2 separate regions of the Rattus norvegicus genome follow, and region 2 is linked to region 1. A link is a contact called in public Hi-C data. All regions are on one chromosome and are shown on one strand. The core of a region is the stretch at or near the end of the contact, and the rest is flanking DNA. Distances in the headings are between cores, read along the strand shown.

Evidence for each region. Hi-C and Micro-C count contacts between places; a contact is called where the count stands out from the background.
Region 2: a contact with region 1 is called in a Hi-C map of Schwann cells, with 6 times the contacts expected there. The contact joins the enhancer-like site here to the promoter of Pten in region 1. A contact is called at or near these places in 6 of 12 Hi-C or Micro-C datasets (the A7r5 cell line, Schwann cells, frontal cortex and 2 more) and 1 of 1 datasets of contacts at active chromatin or transcription factors (oligodendrocytes).

What each region holds. Positions count from the first base shown.
Region 1 is chr1:240,040,416-240,048,075 of GRCr8, reverse strand. It overlaps Pten (phosphatase and tensin homolog), which reads right to left and starts at 4,369. Exons shown (of 9, transcript NM_031606.2): 1 at 3,431-4,369. The coding sequence starts at 3,509.
Region 2 is chr1:240,244,099-240,251,758 of GRCr8, reverse strand. It overlaps LOC102547905 (a long non-coding RNA gene), which reads right to left. Exons shown (of 5, transcript XR_005499647.2): 5 at 6,683-7,007. Among named protein-coding and RNA genes, the nearest start is that of Pten, 200 kb to the right of the region's middle. Within about 2 kb of position 5,083, at least 20 of the 93 cell types and tissues checked have an H3K27ac peak or open chromatin away from gene starts, as enhancers often do. A contact at or near this core is called in the A7r5 cell line and Schwann cells, where this site is marked.

The DNA.
Region 1 (7,660 bases), core at 3,120-5,619:
TGAAGTTACATATATATCAACATAAAGACACTACCTCTGGGGCTTACTAAAAACAGACATAAACGAAAATATTGAAAACTGAGTATTTACTAAAATGAATGTTCAAACTTCCTGTTTTTTCCTACACAATTTTCTAATCAAGTTATCAAAGTGACTATTTTAGAAGTGGTTTAAAAATTGTTTAAATGCTGTCAAGCTATAAACAAACTAACAGCAAAAAAAGACAAATCTCATGTTGTAACATTTGAAAATAAGAACTGAATTCATTTCCAGAAGGTAAGCTATTTCATAATACTTACTTATAAATTTTATGTAATTATAAGTTAGATATAATGTTCCATACTAAAATTATAATACACTATCTGCCTTTCTCCAGTTACTAGAATAAAAATTTTAAAGGCCACGAATTTCTAAATGTAAGTCTAAAATTAACCAAGTTATATATCATCATATTTAACTTGAATCATTTAATCTTTAATATTTTATAAGGAATCTCAGTCTACATCACTCTATTGCTGTGTAAACTTTAAAATTGACAGTAATAAAACTTCCTTTCCTTATACTGAATTATACGTAACTGAAAATTACTCCTTTTGACCCACTGATATTTGCAAATTATACTAGTCATGTTTTTCAGGAAAGAAACACAAATGTCTATGAAAAAGGCAAGATAAAGATTGTAGAGTCTTTTAAAAAGGAAACCATAATTACTTGCAACAATCACTTGCCTTTAACAAAACAGCTAATGTTAATAATAATCACTATTCTCGCTATGAGGTACTAATATTCCTGTGCTAAGTGTTTGAAAAGTATATCTACCAAACAAAAAAGGCTGTACCAGAAGTCTGAACCTTCCATGTCCTTTAGACATTAACTCTTGCTTTCTCACATTCCATACTGTTAAGAATAATATCCAACCAAACAAATTCTTACAGTAATTCAATTTTGCCTTCAGCAAATAAAAGTAGCCAAGTTATTACTTTCATAATGGAATTTAACTTGGCCAACCTCATTGCCAACACTGACCAGCACGAATCTTCAATGATCATTTTAATCCCTGCCCCCAAACACAGAAAACCCTAATGAGGAAGCAAGCCCTCTGGCTTATCAAAACTAATATGAGCACCCCTCTCGGAAGAGCACTGACTTTTCCCCTACTGACTCGTTTTCACATCAACATTGGGCTCAATCAAACCACAGCTCTAGAAATTAAGTGTTATTAGTCATTTGATGCAATATTTGATACTGCTTTCTATGCATACCATAACTAAAAGTACAGGTCTGGATTTCTAAGCCACATAAATTGCACATGCAGAAGCCCATGCACTATGAAATCAAATAAGGAACTGCAATCACGTCACTCTCATACTAAAAAAAAATTTACAAAATAATCTTGAAGTCCTATGGGAAGGGCAAAGCAAAGCAGAAGTGTACTTTGGAAGCTTCGAGAAGTCTATCAGGCATTCTAGATCTTTCTTTGAATGTGGGTTTTTTTTTTAATTAAATAGGTACCTGACTATTCCTTCTAGATGAAGATTACTATCATTAATTTGTACCAACAGTAAACTGCCTTGAAGCAAGTGACAACTTGGAATTTTCTCCAATTATCTTTTAGAAGGGTCAAGTTCACCCTGAGTGAAGCTTTCTCAATTAATGCAAACTCAAAAATTAAAGATTCCTCTCAAACTGTATTTTTAGCTTGAAAGAAAATTAGCCTCTGTGAAGCCAGCTCTTCAGTGAGCTTCATCTTCATTTCAGAACAAAAACTCCATCAAAATTAGCTATGCTTTTTACACCATTAACGCAATCCATCAAACCTCTTCCAAGTGAAAATTTTTCTTCAATAAATAAAGTGTCCCATAATGCTATTAGCCGGACATGTATAGACAAGTTGCTGCTGTCCTTCTATCTTATGAAAATATCTACTAATAGTAACTAAGAAATACCTTTTGCAAAGAATATCTTATTACTGATTACGCAATTACATAATTTTAACTAAATACTTACTGTTCACTTCAATGCTTGTCACATAACAAAATTTTGGGTTGTAACAAAAGGCCCAATCATTTAAAGGCTGTTTCTTCAGACCTGCAACTTGTGTTTTCACACACCTGACACACTGGCCTCCCAAAACCTCTCAATTTCTGTCAATACTTCCCACTCTGCAAAAGAGGAGGCCTCTCTTTCCTACCCCTGCCATACCTGAAACTGCAACGGTAAATGCTTTAAACCACGAACTTTTGAAGTACAAAGACCTAACTTTTAGACGATCACGACTCTACGCCGTTAAAATTCTTGGGTTTCTCTTATTCAACAAGCTGACTCAGTAAATTACTGTATGCAGAGAGCTAGCATACCTACAGTCTGGAGATGGTGATCCATTCTTGCCAGTATGTCTGGCTATTAGCTGGCTAAATTATATTTGATGTTCTACACAAAACAGGGTAAAACACACAGATAAGTCAACGGGTCAGAGCACCTGAAACCAAAAAAAAAAAAAAAAAAAAAGCAGCAAATTCATGCTACTCCTTAAATCTCACGTGAGAGCTGAGTTTAACCTCTGCAGTCATTTGCCATACAGACACAGCATCCCTAAACTCCCACAGACACCATCATCTGGGATCAAAAACTACTCCATCTCCATTCTATCATGTATGGCAAGGCCAAGTGAATGAACATACTACTGAAATGCAAATTTCATATCCTATCCCACGCCCCATCAGGAAAGTCTAATTTAAAAAAGTTCTATTAAAAGCTCCAATAATACTATTGATTTCAAACTACAAAACTTCTAAATGCAGCTCCAAAGTTGTAATTACCTCAGTTTAAACACACAAACCTACTTCTACCCTCAAATGTGCACGGTCTAGGCTGAAGATGACCATGCTTATAAAGTTATGCAAATCAGTCCACAAGTCACATTTTAGAAAAATCTTCCAATGCAACCCAGGAAACTAAAAAAAAAAAAAAAATCACTGCAAGATTCTGAGGCAATATGCCTACGTGCTGCACGGACTTTCATTTTAATCTGATCTATACCCTAGATCTAGGGCCTAAGTCACGATCTAATCGAAATATGCACGACACCACAGCGTCTATTTTTTTTAGTTCATTTAGAAGGCTCGATTGACGAGCCGACTAATCCAGTGTACAGTACTCTGCATTAACGGACAATAGATTTTAAGAACAAACCACAGAGCTCGACAAGAAACCAATCCGTGCCTTGACACTTGCAAGCAGGCATGAGTTCCGTCTAGCCGAACACTCCCTAGGTTGAATACACTGGAAGAGACAGAAAATACACGATCTAGAAACGCGACCAGTATTAAACGTTATAGTCACCCCAACTACAGAAAATTTTCGCATCCGTCTACTCCCACGTTATCAGAGTGACAGAAAAGCAAAGAGGAACAGCCGCAGAAATGGATACAGGTCAAGTCTAAGTCGAATCCATCCTCTTGATATCTCCTTTTGTTTCTGCTAACGATCTCTTTGATGATGGCTGTCATGTCTGGGAGCCTGTGGCTGAAGAAAAAGGAGGAGAGAGATGGCAGAAGCTGCTGGTGGCGAGGCTTCTTCTGCAGGATGGAAATGGCTCTGGACTTGGCGGTCGCTGATGCCCCTCGCTCTGCTGCCGCTTGGCCCTGGACCGCAGCCGGGTAATGGCTGCTGCGGCGGCTGCTGGATGGTTGCAGCGACTGGGCCTGCTTCTCCTCAGCAGCCAGAGGCCTGGCAGCCGAAGCAGCGGAATGGGGAGAAGACGGATAATCCTCGCAGCGGCTGCCTCCTCCGGCGGCCTCCGGAGCCCGGGCCAGGGGGGGTGCGGCGGCGGCGGACGGGAGGCTTAACACCGGCCCGGGTCCCTGGACGTGCCGCCGCCGCCGCCGCCGTGTTGGAGGCAGGAGAAGGGGAGAGAGCAACTCTCCGGCGTTCCCAGCCCTGGCAATGGTGACAGGCGACTCCGACCCCCTCCCCGGAGCCGCGGCCGCCGCCGCCGCTTCTCCCCCCCGCTCCAGGAGCGGGAGGTGCAGCCGCCGAGCCTGCGCCGGCTCCCGCCCGAGCCCACGGCTTCCACCGTCTCTTTCCGAAGCTGCTCAGAGGCTGCCCGGTTAGAACAGACGACGAGGAGGCGAGGCCCGCCGCCGCTGCCGCCGCCGCCGCCCGGCCGGCTCCCCGAGGGCGCTGCCCCCGCGGCTGCTCACAGGCGCTGAGAGGGGCTCTGGGCCGCGGCCGCCGCCGTCTCTCATCTCCCTCGCCTGCGCCGGGCCTGGCCTCACAGCGGCTCAACTCTCAAACTTCCATCATGGCTGCAGCTTCCGAGAGGAGAGAGCTGAGCGCAGCCGCGTCCCGACGCCCAAGCGCATATCCTGCCGCAGTGCACAAAGAGTCCCGCCACATCACCGTGCGCCGGCCAGCCCGCCCCCTCCGCCACCCAGCCGGGAGAGCCGGGCGCCTCCGAAGCCGGAGGGAGGCGAGAGGCGGGCGCCGAGCCGGGGGAGGGGCGGGGCGGGGAGGGGCGGGGCGTCGGTGGGACAGGGGCGGGGAGCGCCGCGGAGCATGCCCAGTGTGGCCGCGGCTCGCTCCTGGAGCTACGCCGGCTTCGGCCTCAGCGCAGAGACCCGGCAAAGGGTAGGGCAGGTTGTGGCCGAGCGAGGGTGCGCGGAGCAGGATCGCTGACCGCTCACAGGTGGATCGGACTAGCTGACCGCGTTGGTCAGCACCCTAGGAACCTCAGGGCCAGGTTCACCCTTCCTGCGTAGGTCCCTGTGTTTCTTTCGAGCGGCTTGCACGCCCTGCCCTGCGCTGTGGTCAGATTGCAGTGCTTCCTAGGATTTGTCGGCGGCAAGTCTTTACCTAGACAGCGCACCTCACCCCCACGGTGTCCTCAAGGTGTCAGTCTTTGCACAAAGAACAACCCCCTATTGTGTCTCCCGCGTGGGTCACCTCATCGGGCTCCGGTTCCCTGCCCCGCCTCTTGCTTCCCAGGCAGCTGGGTTCATTTGCCCGAAAGATGAACGCTCCCAGCCAAGCATGATGATTGTGCATACGGGGCGTGTACATTGACATCTGCCCCTGAGTTTCCAGGGCCCAAAGGACACCCCTGGGTAGACAAAGTGGATCTCCGTGAATAGAGTGCACCTCACACACACCCCTCCACCTCCCGGCGAAGAGCCCCGCAGCTCCCCGCAGCGGTAGGTCCACCGGATCACAGTCAGGCTCCATCTTCTAGGAGATAAGCCGCCCCTCCCCCTTCGTGGCCGCTAAGAAAACCCGGCAGAATTGGATCGCGGTGGCCAAGTTCTGACCCTGTCGGACGGTGCACGTTCGAGGACCCGGTTACTGAGCCCGGGTGTGGAGTATGGGACGGTCGGAAGCTGCAGCCAGCGAGTGGGCGGGGCGAGCAGGCCTGGGAGGGCTCAAAGGCTAGGTGGAAGGATACATGAGCCGCAGTCGGAACTACTTTCAGGAGGAGGTCACGTGTGGTCCTAGTTGGGGAACTTTCCAAATTCCCATTCCCCTATCTGTGTGCTCCTGAGGCAGGAGCTTGGTCCCCTCTTCTCTATTAGATGATCTTCCGGGACCCCATGCCCCGTGTAGGCAGCTGAACCCCTCTCTTCGGAGTCAGAGCGGAGAATAGCACCCACGAGCGGTCCGCAGGAGCGCTGTCGGGGCCAAGCGCCTGGGGAGCTGGTTACACAAGCAGCCACATCCAAGCACGTGCCCCCGCCACCCCTCTCTGCTGGCCGCCGCCGGTTTGTGAACGCTGACGCTGAGAGTCCCCAAGCTGTTCCTCCCTTTCGCTTGTAACCCATAGAGCTAGCCAGAAGGCCGGGACACGAGACTTCTGCTCTGGATCTGCCCACACCGCGCGTTCCCAACCGTGGGAGAAAAGGCAGGGCCCTAGGGGGTTTGACGCATCTCCGCTTAATGAGGTGAACCCTTTCTAGATCTGTACTCGTGGGGCAAAAGGGTATCTCCTGTTGCTGCTGGCTGCTTGGGCTTACCGATGTTGCAACAAACTTCCAGTCACTGCCCCTGAACTGGTGAGCGCGCCCCACCTACCGTAGACTCAGCCAAGTGACTTATCTGAGCACCTAGTCAATGGCTGTCAGCCCAGAACGAACCTGTCAAGTAAAAGCTTACTGCCGGGATTGGCTGACCTGTCGCGGTTGAGAGAGCTGGTTCAGAAATGCTGATAACTAGCGCACAGCCCCTCCTCCCCCACCAGCCAGCCACAAAGCAAGCGATCACCTTGAGCTTGGAGAAAAAATGACATCAACTCCGATGTAGGTAGGGATTTCTTCCTTATTGTTCTTTTCCCAGGAGACTTAGTTCTCGGGGTGGCAATTTGAGTTCTAAAGTATTTCTGACCTGAGACCCAAGCTGAAGCCCTGGGTCATTTTAGAAATTTGGAGAATAATAATCAGTTATCATGAGTATTGCAATAATTGCGAGTAGGTGTCTAGGAAAGGCCAGCTGAGGGTTTATGAAGTATAAGAGAAAGAAAATTTCGTTATGTCCACGGCATAGTTGCAGGCAGCCCCTGAAGCCTAGAAACCTCAAGAGGCCAGGCTCAGAGAGCTGTGGGCCATTACCTAACTGCAGGACTGCTAATTAAACCAGGGATATTTACAGTTCTATTAGAGCTCTCTGAAGCTACGCAAACCTTGCATTTAGATGCATCCTTTAAAGAGCTCTCTGCAGGATTAGCTGCCCCAACTAAGAAAGCCTGGATGTTTATTGCAGGCTGTTTGAGGGCAAGGTTCTGTTCAGTTGAGGGAGGGATTGCAGGGATGACCAATGAGAGCCATCTCAAAGCAATAGATGAGAGGGCTCTATTTGGTTTCTAAAGATGTAAATAAATTTTACTCACACAGCCTAATCTAAGATGGAGATCTGTTTTACACAGAATCCCCAATGCCAAAGTGTTAGCTGAGATACGTAGTAAAAACCTAAATTGTGCTCAGTAGAGTGTCTACTACTGCTTGGTGGGGGAAATAAGGATGAATTTCCATCAAGAGAAGTAGGTTGAAGAGGGGAAATGGCCCGCATATGTTCCTGTCCCCAGAGTCCCTGTCACTAAGCTTCTTTTGCCTCTTCCCTGGAGGCATCTTGTGTGACTTTCCTCTGAGTGTCTAAGAAGCTTGGAAATCATCCTCTAAAGAAAAAGACATTCATCCCTACCCTTCCTGATGCCTGGCTGGAGGAAAAAGAATCCCTTTCTGTTTCCAGAGCATCACTGTAGAGCACAGGGATGCACATTGTAGCACTGAAGTCCTGGAACATGACCCCAGCCCATAAGCACCACCAAGTGAGGGAAGAAAACTGAAACCCAGCTAGCTGCTTCTCTGTGCTTCCGGCTCAGCTACTCTCCAATGGTGAATGAGCAGACACACAGAGTGGGCAGGTGTGTGGCCCCTCTGACATCAGCTGACACCATCAGGTCTTGTTGGGAGTTTCTAAAAAAAAAAATACCGACTTCCTTTGTTTTGTTTTGTTTTTTAAGATTTATCTATTTATTATATATAAGTACACTGTAGCTGTCTTCAGAGACACCAGAAGAGGGCATCAGATCTCATTACAAATAGTTGTGAGCCACATTGTGATTGCTGGGATTTGAACTCAGGACCCTGAGAAGAGCAGCCTGTGCTCTTAACTG
Region 2 (7,660 bases), core at 3,834-6,333, 200 kb before region 1:
AGAGAGGCAGAGACAGAGACACAGAGACAGAAGACAGACAGACAGAAACACACATGTACATATACATATATTCTTAAATGGCCATTGAATGAAAGCCTCAACCAACAAATGAATGGACGTGGAAGTCACACACCCCTTTATCTCACTTGAGCATGAGTCCACAGTATCTGCTGAACCAGAGAGCAGAGACATCCATCTTGTGAATCCTCGGGTGGAGACCCATTACATCAGCAGACATATTAAAAGGAAATGGTGTTACTGTCGCCTGTCTGTCCTCTTCAATGGCCAGCATTTTCCTTGTTAACTTCATTAACTTTCCTGGCAAATCTTCTTTTATAAACACAGGTAGAATCCCAGCGCAAAGCTCCCGACACAGAGCCACTGGCTCTGCTCGTTCTCTCAGCCAAGCTGGGGCTCTCTCCCTTCCCCTTCCACCCCTCACTGGTTCATCCCTGGATCCCTCTCGCTCATCTATCCAGCAAATGTTGGTGTGTTGCCTTCCCCGTGACAGCCTGTGTGCTGCAGGCTCTGTGTATGCCATCGCATTCAACCCACATAAGACGCTAAGGAAGGAACTTTTATTTTCTTTACTTTTTACATAAAGGAACCAAGGTGAAAGTTGGTCAAATGGGTTCCCCCTAATTGCCTTGATTTGCTCACCACTGAAACAGTTCTCAGGACATGGACCTTTAAGTTTTAAACTCAGAACAGTCCCGGGCAAGCTGCTCCAGTTTTCCCAGGACTTGGAAATTCCCCGGGGCATGAGACTTTCAGTGCCAGCACTGGGAAAGCCCCGTGCAAACTGGATGGGTTGGTTACCCTGCTCCAACCACATGCCTGGGGCCATCCAACTGGTCCGCATGAGACCCAAAACCATTTTATCTGATTCCAGGGCCCCACATTTACCCCACCATGACCATCTAACCTCTAACCCAATGTTTTGAGCTGCTACTAAACCACACTATAGTTACACCCAAATACCGCTGTGCCGTTCAGGTCCCCACGACTGTGATACATGTGTGTCACAATCACTGATACAGATCAAAGGCTTATCTTGGCTCAAAACTTTGGAGCTTTCAGCCATGATTCAATAGACTCACTGCCTCTAGGCCTCTAGTGGGAATGGGGGCAATTCATCGTGGTAGGAGCCCACAGCATTGCATAAATTGTCCTTATCATGGATACCAAAGACTAGAAGGTAGGGTAGGATCTCCTGCAGGGCATATTCCTCAAGACTTAAAGGCCCTACCTTCCAAATGTTCTAGTAGCATCAGCTGTAGATCAACCCCTTAAGCACCTGAGTTTAGGGAGAACAATGATTATCTAAACCATGGTAATCACCTTCAACAAAGCTGCACCAGAGAAAAAACTCCACTCTGACAACTTTCCCCAGCCCTTGCCCCTGCTTCTCCTTTGGTTCTCTTTGCAGACATAGAAAATCCAAACTCTTCATCTCCAACCTTCCAGCCCCTGTCACATCATCCCTGTACTCTCTCTGCCTTGGTCACAGTGCTACAAACTTCTAGATGACCTCTGTTCTTGCCTTGAACCTTCCTTCCGTCTCTGGAGAAGTGTCAATGTAGCATCAACTTGGATGGCTCTAGGAAAACCAAAAAGGAGGCAGCCACAGTACCCCCAACGAAGCAGCTTTCATCCCATTTCAGGAACCACTTCCTCACAACCCCTCCTGACCTCTTCTCTTTTATCCAGAGTGTGAATTGTCAGTGCCATGACTTGGGGTACTGAAGACGTTTTATCTCACTTTTCGCCTGGCCATGTATGTGAGTCTCAATTCCCTAACGAGATTGTCGGAGTGTGAGGGCAGCTGTGTTGAAACGGTTTTCTTCTGCTTCCCACAATACATCGGACCTTGTGACAGGCACATAATGGCTGCTTGAGAGTTCCTCATCAAGATAAATTAAATTGGTTAAAGAAGATTCTCCGACACAAACAATTCTATGTAGCCATTTTTTTTTCCCATCCCTGAGTACAGAGCAGTTATTCTGCCAGAGGAAGCATTAACTTGGAGCTAATTTCACTGGATCTGGGAGGGCCAGAGCCAGTCAAGTTGACCCATTTACATTTCTTAGTCCACCTCTGCAGAAGGAGCCTGCCTCCTTCCTTCCCTTACTCTTCCTCCACCCCCAGACATCTTAGAACCCAATCACCACCTTCCGAATCCTGCCTGTCAACTTCCGCCCCCTCAAACACTGAACCGCAGTCAAATTTCTAAAGTTCAAGAACTGAAAAAGAGGAGCAATTGGCTCATTTTTCCCTTGATTCAAAGTGCTGAGGGTTTTCTAGAACAATTCTGACATCCTTTGTGTGAGCCTTCTCCTGTAGGGGATCTCATTGTGCCGCCCAAGTTAACTGGGTAGAGGTGGAAAGGGGTATATACACCTCACTACCCTGAGCCTGCAGTTACCCTTCCCCACACATATCCCATGACTCTGCTCTCTGTGCTGCCATTCTCCTTCCCCTGTACAGTGGACTTCAGAATCAACTCCAGCCATGATCAATCTGTCACCAATATAGTTCTGCCTTTGCCAGTACAAAAGATGGAATGATGAGTACTTTTCCTTCCTTTCTTTTTTTTTTCCTTCGTAAATTCCATGTTGAGAGAACCACATGATAATCCCTAATTCACCCAAGATGGAAAGACATCCCCAGCAGAAGGGCAGACAGACCTTTGGGGCTTCTGAGTATCCTATAGAGTAAAGCTACTCTTTCAACTTTGATGTGGGGACTTTAACGACTCATCTGCACCACCACCACCACCCTTTTTTTTTTTTATCATTTCAGAAGACAGCAGTGAGATTCTGCCTAGCCCTCTGAAAAGCTACCCCCAGCTCAGGCATTTCAGAGTTGTCTGAGTGGCTGGAGGACCTTGGGATCCCACTGGCCTTTCCTTGAAAAAAAAAAAAAAAAGGAATTCTCTGTAAATCATAATTACTTTCTAAGGAGAGTGACTCTTAGAAAACTTGAGAGCCAGGATGACTTTGGATATGCAAATGACCCCTAGCTAATTGAGACCGAGAGAGGCTCATGGAAGAGTTGAATGGCTTCAGATAACTAATAACAGAAAGGGATGTACAGGGGCAACTAACAGAAGGAGAATAGAAGACAAAGAAAAGCCACAACTAACCAGAGGGGCGAGGGCTTCACACTGGTTCATTGGCAAGCATGGGGGAGGGGCAGAATGTCACCATGAAGGTGTGGACCCTCAAAATAAAAGCCTCTTCATCTGCCTTTCAAATCTGCCATGAAATCTTTCCTACAGACTTCCAGGAATAAGTGGCTCTTAGGGACTTGGGTTGGTGGAACTCAGGGAAGAGACTGGGTTGCAGGCTTGCATTAACATGGGCTAAAACAACAGCAGGAGTGCAGCCAGAAAGGGGAAAAAAGCGAGAGCTAGAGACCAGGATGGTTACCAGAGAAGAACTGTCAAAGAATTTGGAGAACGGCTGATGTACTTATTACCCTGCTGGTTCAGATTAATCTCTCCAGTTGTCAACAGGAAAGAAAACATTTGTGTATGCATGTATGCGCACATATGTGCATGCACACATGCTTGTACACAGACACAGACACACACACACACACACACACACACACACACACACACACACACAGAGTTGACCAAATCCAGGACCAGACATACCCTATGTCTGGTAGCAACTGACAGATGCCTCTGGAATCTGAGGGCTCCTCTCTGCAAATGCTGAACAAATGGAACCTTGGCCTCTGACTGCCAATGATTTGTCTTCATCAATGTAAGAGACAGGTTGCTGGATACACTGGGATGGAGATAAGGACCTCAAATGTCCCCACAGTAAAGAAAGTTGATCAGGAGCATTTCAGCTGATGAAGCATGGGTTTCCCTTGATGGACCAATGCCTTTAGGTAGAATATTTGGAAGTGTCCGAAAATTGGAGGTCTTCAAAGATGGCAGTCGGGTTTCTATATAGTTGTAGCCTCTGTTATCACTGTTAAAGAGCGTGAGGATGAGCCCTGGGAAAACTAGTGCAGGAAAGAGAATGAGAAAGATAAAGGGAAGTCCCTAATTCCTGGGAACCCAACTCTAATCCCAGAGAAGAGGGGAGGCAAACTGGTCTGGTTCCCTTGTTACTGTAATAAAACAGTGTGGTCAAATGCAACTCCAAGAGGAACGCGTTTCATTGGCTCACGTTTCCAGGTCACAGTCAGTCACTGAGGGATGTTGGGGCTGCTCATTGGTCTACTCTCTGGCTCAAGCTTAACCTACTTTCTTATATAAGCCCAAATCAACTGCCTAGGTATGGGACCATCCATGGTGGCCCTATATCAGTTAGCAGTCTAGACGGTACTTCTCAGGCATGTCCACAGACCAGTGGGATAAAGACAATTCCTCAGTTCAACTGTTCCTACACCCCAGGCGACCGTTAGTGAGGATACCAACTCTGCAGACACACCCTTCCTCAGCATAGGAGGCATCCCACGCAACCTCTGACAAACCATGGCAGAAGACCCCAAAGTGTCTCCCTTGCCATGTTGTCTGTCTTTGTTATTTGTTTCTTCACGTGCCCAATAAAAGCCAGATACTCAATTGCATGTCGGGGCACAGACATGAAACAGACAGGACGGTCTTACTGCCCTGGACCAACAGCTGCTGAGCAAAGTTGTTTCAGATCCTGCCAAGAGGCAGATGGCTGAAGTAAAAGGCCCTTGGTGAGAACGGCTTGGGGTAGGGACTGCTTAGTAGCCAGTGTTTGATGAAGCTAAGTGGGAGTGGTGGACCAAGACCAAACTAGAGAAACTGCTGGAGAAGGCACCCTGAACAGAATAGCCAGTGAGTGGAGCTGGAGATGCAGGCCATCAGGAGGGCCAGCAGATCCTGCAGGGCCCTGAAAGCCACAACAGGCGGTCATCAGTACATCCGGGGGTCTTCACGAGCTGGAGGAAGCCATTCTTTCATGAGGCAGACGCTGTGCATACTGAAAAAAATCCACCAGAGGGCTCTGTAGGGAGATTCCCACCCCTGCTCTCCTCCCACTGCTGACGCTTTTCCTGTTGGAACATAGAAGCATTGTTTCCCTCTGAACAAAAGCCTCTGTAGCGAACAACCACTGTACTTTAATGAAAGGAAGAGAACCAATAGCAACCAGCACAATAGAGGAGCCCAGATGAAAGACTGAGCTGCCACTACCCCTCAGCTCCCCAGGTCCCCCATCTGCAAAACCTATGCTCAGCACAACTGGCCTGGTCACCCTCCTTTCCACTGAGGCAATCTGAGGTAGTTGTCCAGACCACAGCCAACTCTTCAAGGAACACACTTTCCTGGGAAGCAATGGCTTTAAGTACTTAAAAAAAAAAGAAAAGAAAAGAAAAGAAAAGAAAAGAAAGGAAAGGAAAAGAAAACAAGCAAAAAACCTTGTAGGATGGTGTGGTGTGAACGTAGGAGTGGGAGAGTGGGAGGTGAAGTGGCACAGCAACAGGATTTTCTATTTTGGCCAAGACTGCCTTATAAGAATTACACATATTATATTTAAGCATCATTTAATAGAGGCAAGAATTGTTCCCACCTAGCACACCCTACAACTGTGTGATCACAAAGGAGACGATTGGCTGAGATCGGAAGCAAAGGGTTGGAGAACTACTCGGTGTGTCAGCTAGGTTTATGAGAGACCTACAGAGCCTGTGGGGACACTCTCAGGTCATATTCTTTCTTCAAAGCATTTGAAGCTCTCGTTGGCCTTGCACATTCTTGCCCACCAGAGTTCTTTTTCGTCTGCTGAAATGAGTCATTTCTCCTGAGTACTCAAATCATAAACAGAGATTACAGTCATGTCTGGTCCTTTACTGCTCACTAAAAGGGGAACTTGTTGAGCTCCGGCCCAAGTGTCATTCACATCTGATGCCCTCCACCTGCTTCTGCATCCTGGCTGTGGAGCCTAACACCTGCTCTACCCTCCGCAAATGCTTATATGAAGTCTGACAAGGAAACAGGAAGCCATGGAGCTCAGAGAACAGTGTGTGCAGAGAGAAAGGGATGAACGAGAGTTCTCTGGACTGCATCCCCCCAAGACAGACCCTCACACATTCAACCCTCATTAAGGACTCTCTGTTAACTGGGTTGGTTCTTTCCTCTCATGAGGTAGAAGTCAGAAACATAATCCCCCTTTTGCCTCAAATCCCTCCCCTTAGATGGTGCCTGTGACCTCTGAGGGCCTCAGATTACAAATTTCAAAACATGGGATCCAAAGTTCCATGCACACCTGCTCACAGAAAGCCGCCGGTGGGTGGAGCCTTGGCAGATTCTGACACCTGGAGCCTCGGCAGATTCTGACCAAGGAGCTTGAGGAGGTCTCTGTCCTGTGAGTCAGAAGGATGGGTTTTAGGAGGCTGTGCTCTGGCTTGCAGTGAGCAACCTTTGTGTTAGCTTTGCTCATCAGAGCTAAAGCCTGGACTTCCCTTTGAGCTTCCCTACAGCTGAAGCACACTCTGAGCAGCTCGTAAAGCACAGGACCAGAGCAGCTGTCCTGACAGGTTTCTTAACATCTTGCCTTAGCCGTGCTGTGACTAGAACCTAGGGACTTATTGTGGGACAGGGGCAGGCAAGGATGAATAGTGAAGAAATATGGGGAAGGGGGAGGAATAAAAGAATAGCACAGAATATATTCATAAAGCAAACATGCGCCTCCCGTGAGGAATATAATGTTTATTGTGGAGGGGTGGTGTTCAACGAGATTGCTCTCTGTGCTCTGTCCTCCTCCCCTCCCCTGTACTGGTGCCAACTCTGGAAGGATCTAGTCCATTTTTGACAACTCTCACTTGGACAAACTAAAGCAAGGAAGTGACCCTGACCCAAGAAACTTTGTGATGACATTTGCAAATGCCTCCCTAAGCAGGGAGGAAAGAGTCAGGGAGGTCCCTGGATCCTTGCTTCTGGTGACGGAGAAAGCAAGATCTGCTAGACCAGTCCATCGTCAGCTCCTGAACAGTCGTGAGTATCATTTCTCCCACAGTAGCTGGAAGGATGAAGCATGACAGAGAGCGCTCAACATTCAGCCCACAGCTGTCTCCGTGGAAAGACGCTTCATTGCTTCCTTGCTCTGCCAGCACCTCGAGAGGGGGTGTTTGAGACCCACCAACAGCTCTTCCTATGACATCACTCTCACCACATCTCCCCGAACATGACTTCTGTAAGTGTACCCAGAATACCTGCACATTCCTGGATTGCATCACGCCGAGGAGTACCTATCAAATGTGTTTCCGGCGTGCAGTGTTTGTTTAATGTCACCCTCACTTATACTGCCAAGCCTCTCTCTTTGTTCAAGCACCTGGAAGAGCAGTGGCCCGACATGATAGACATGATATGTGAAACTCACTCAGAGACCCACAGGCTGACTGGAAGTTCGAGACCCAACATCTCACTTCAGCCTCATCTCCAGATTCTCTCTTGTCACACCTGTTCTAAACGAATATACTACTGACTGAATCTGCCCTTACCCTGCCGGCTCTGTAACTTTCTTTACATTCTTCTTTATTTCCATGTCATTGGAAGACACTTGGGCATTCAGATGACACCATAAGAATTGTATTGACTAACTTTCCCCTCCCGTGAGTTCATAGCCACAGCATTGGGTAGCCAATGCTGCATTGTTGAGGATGTTCACTGTCT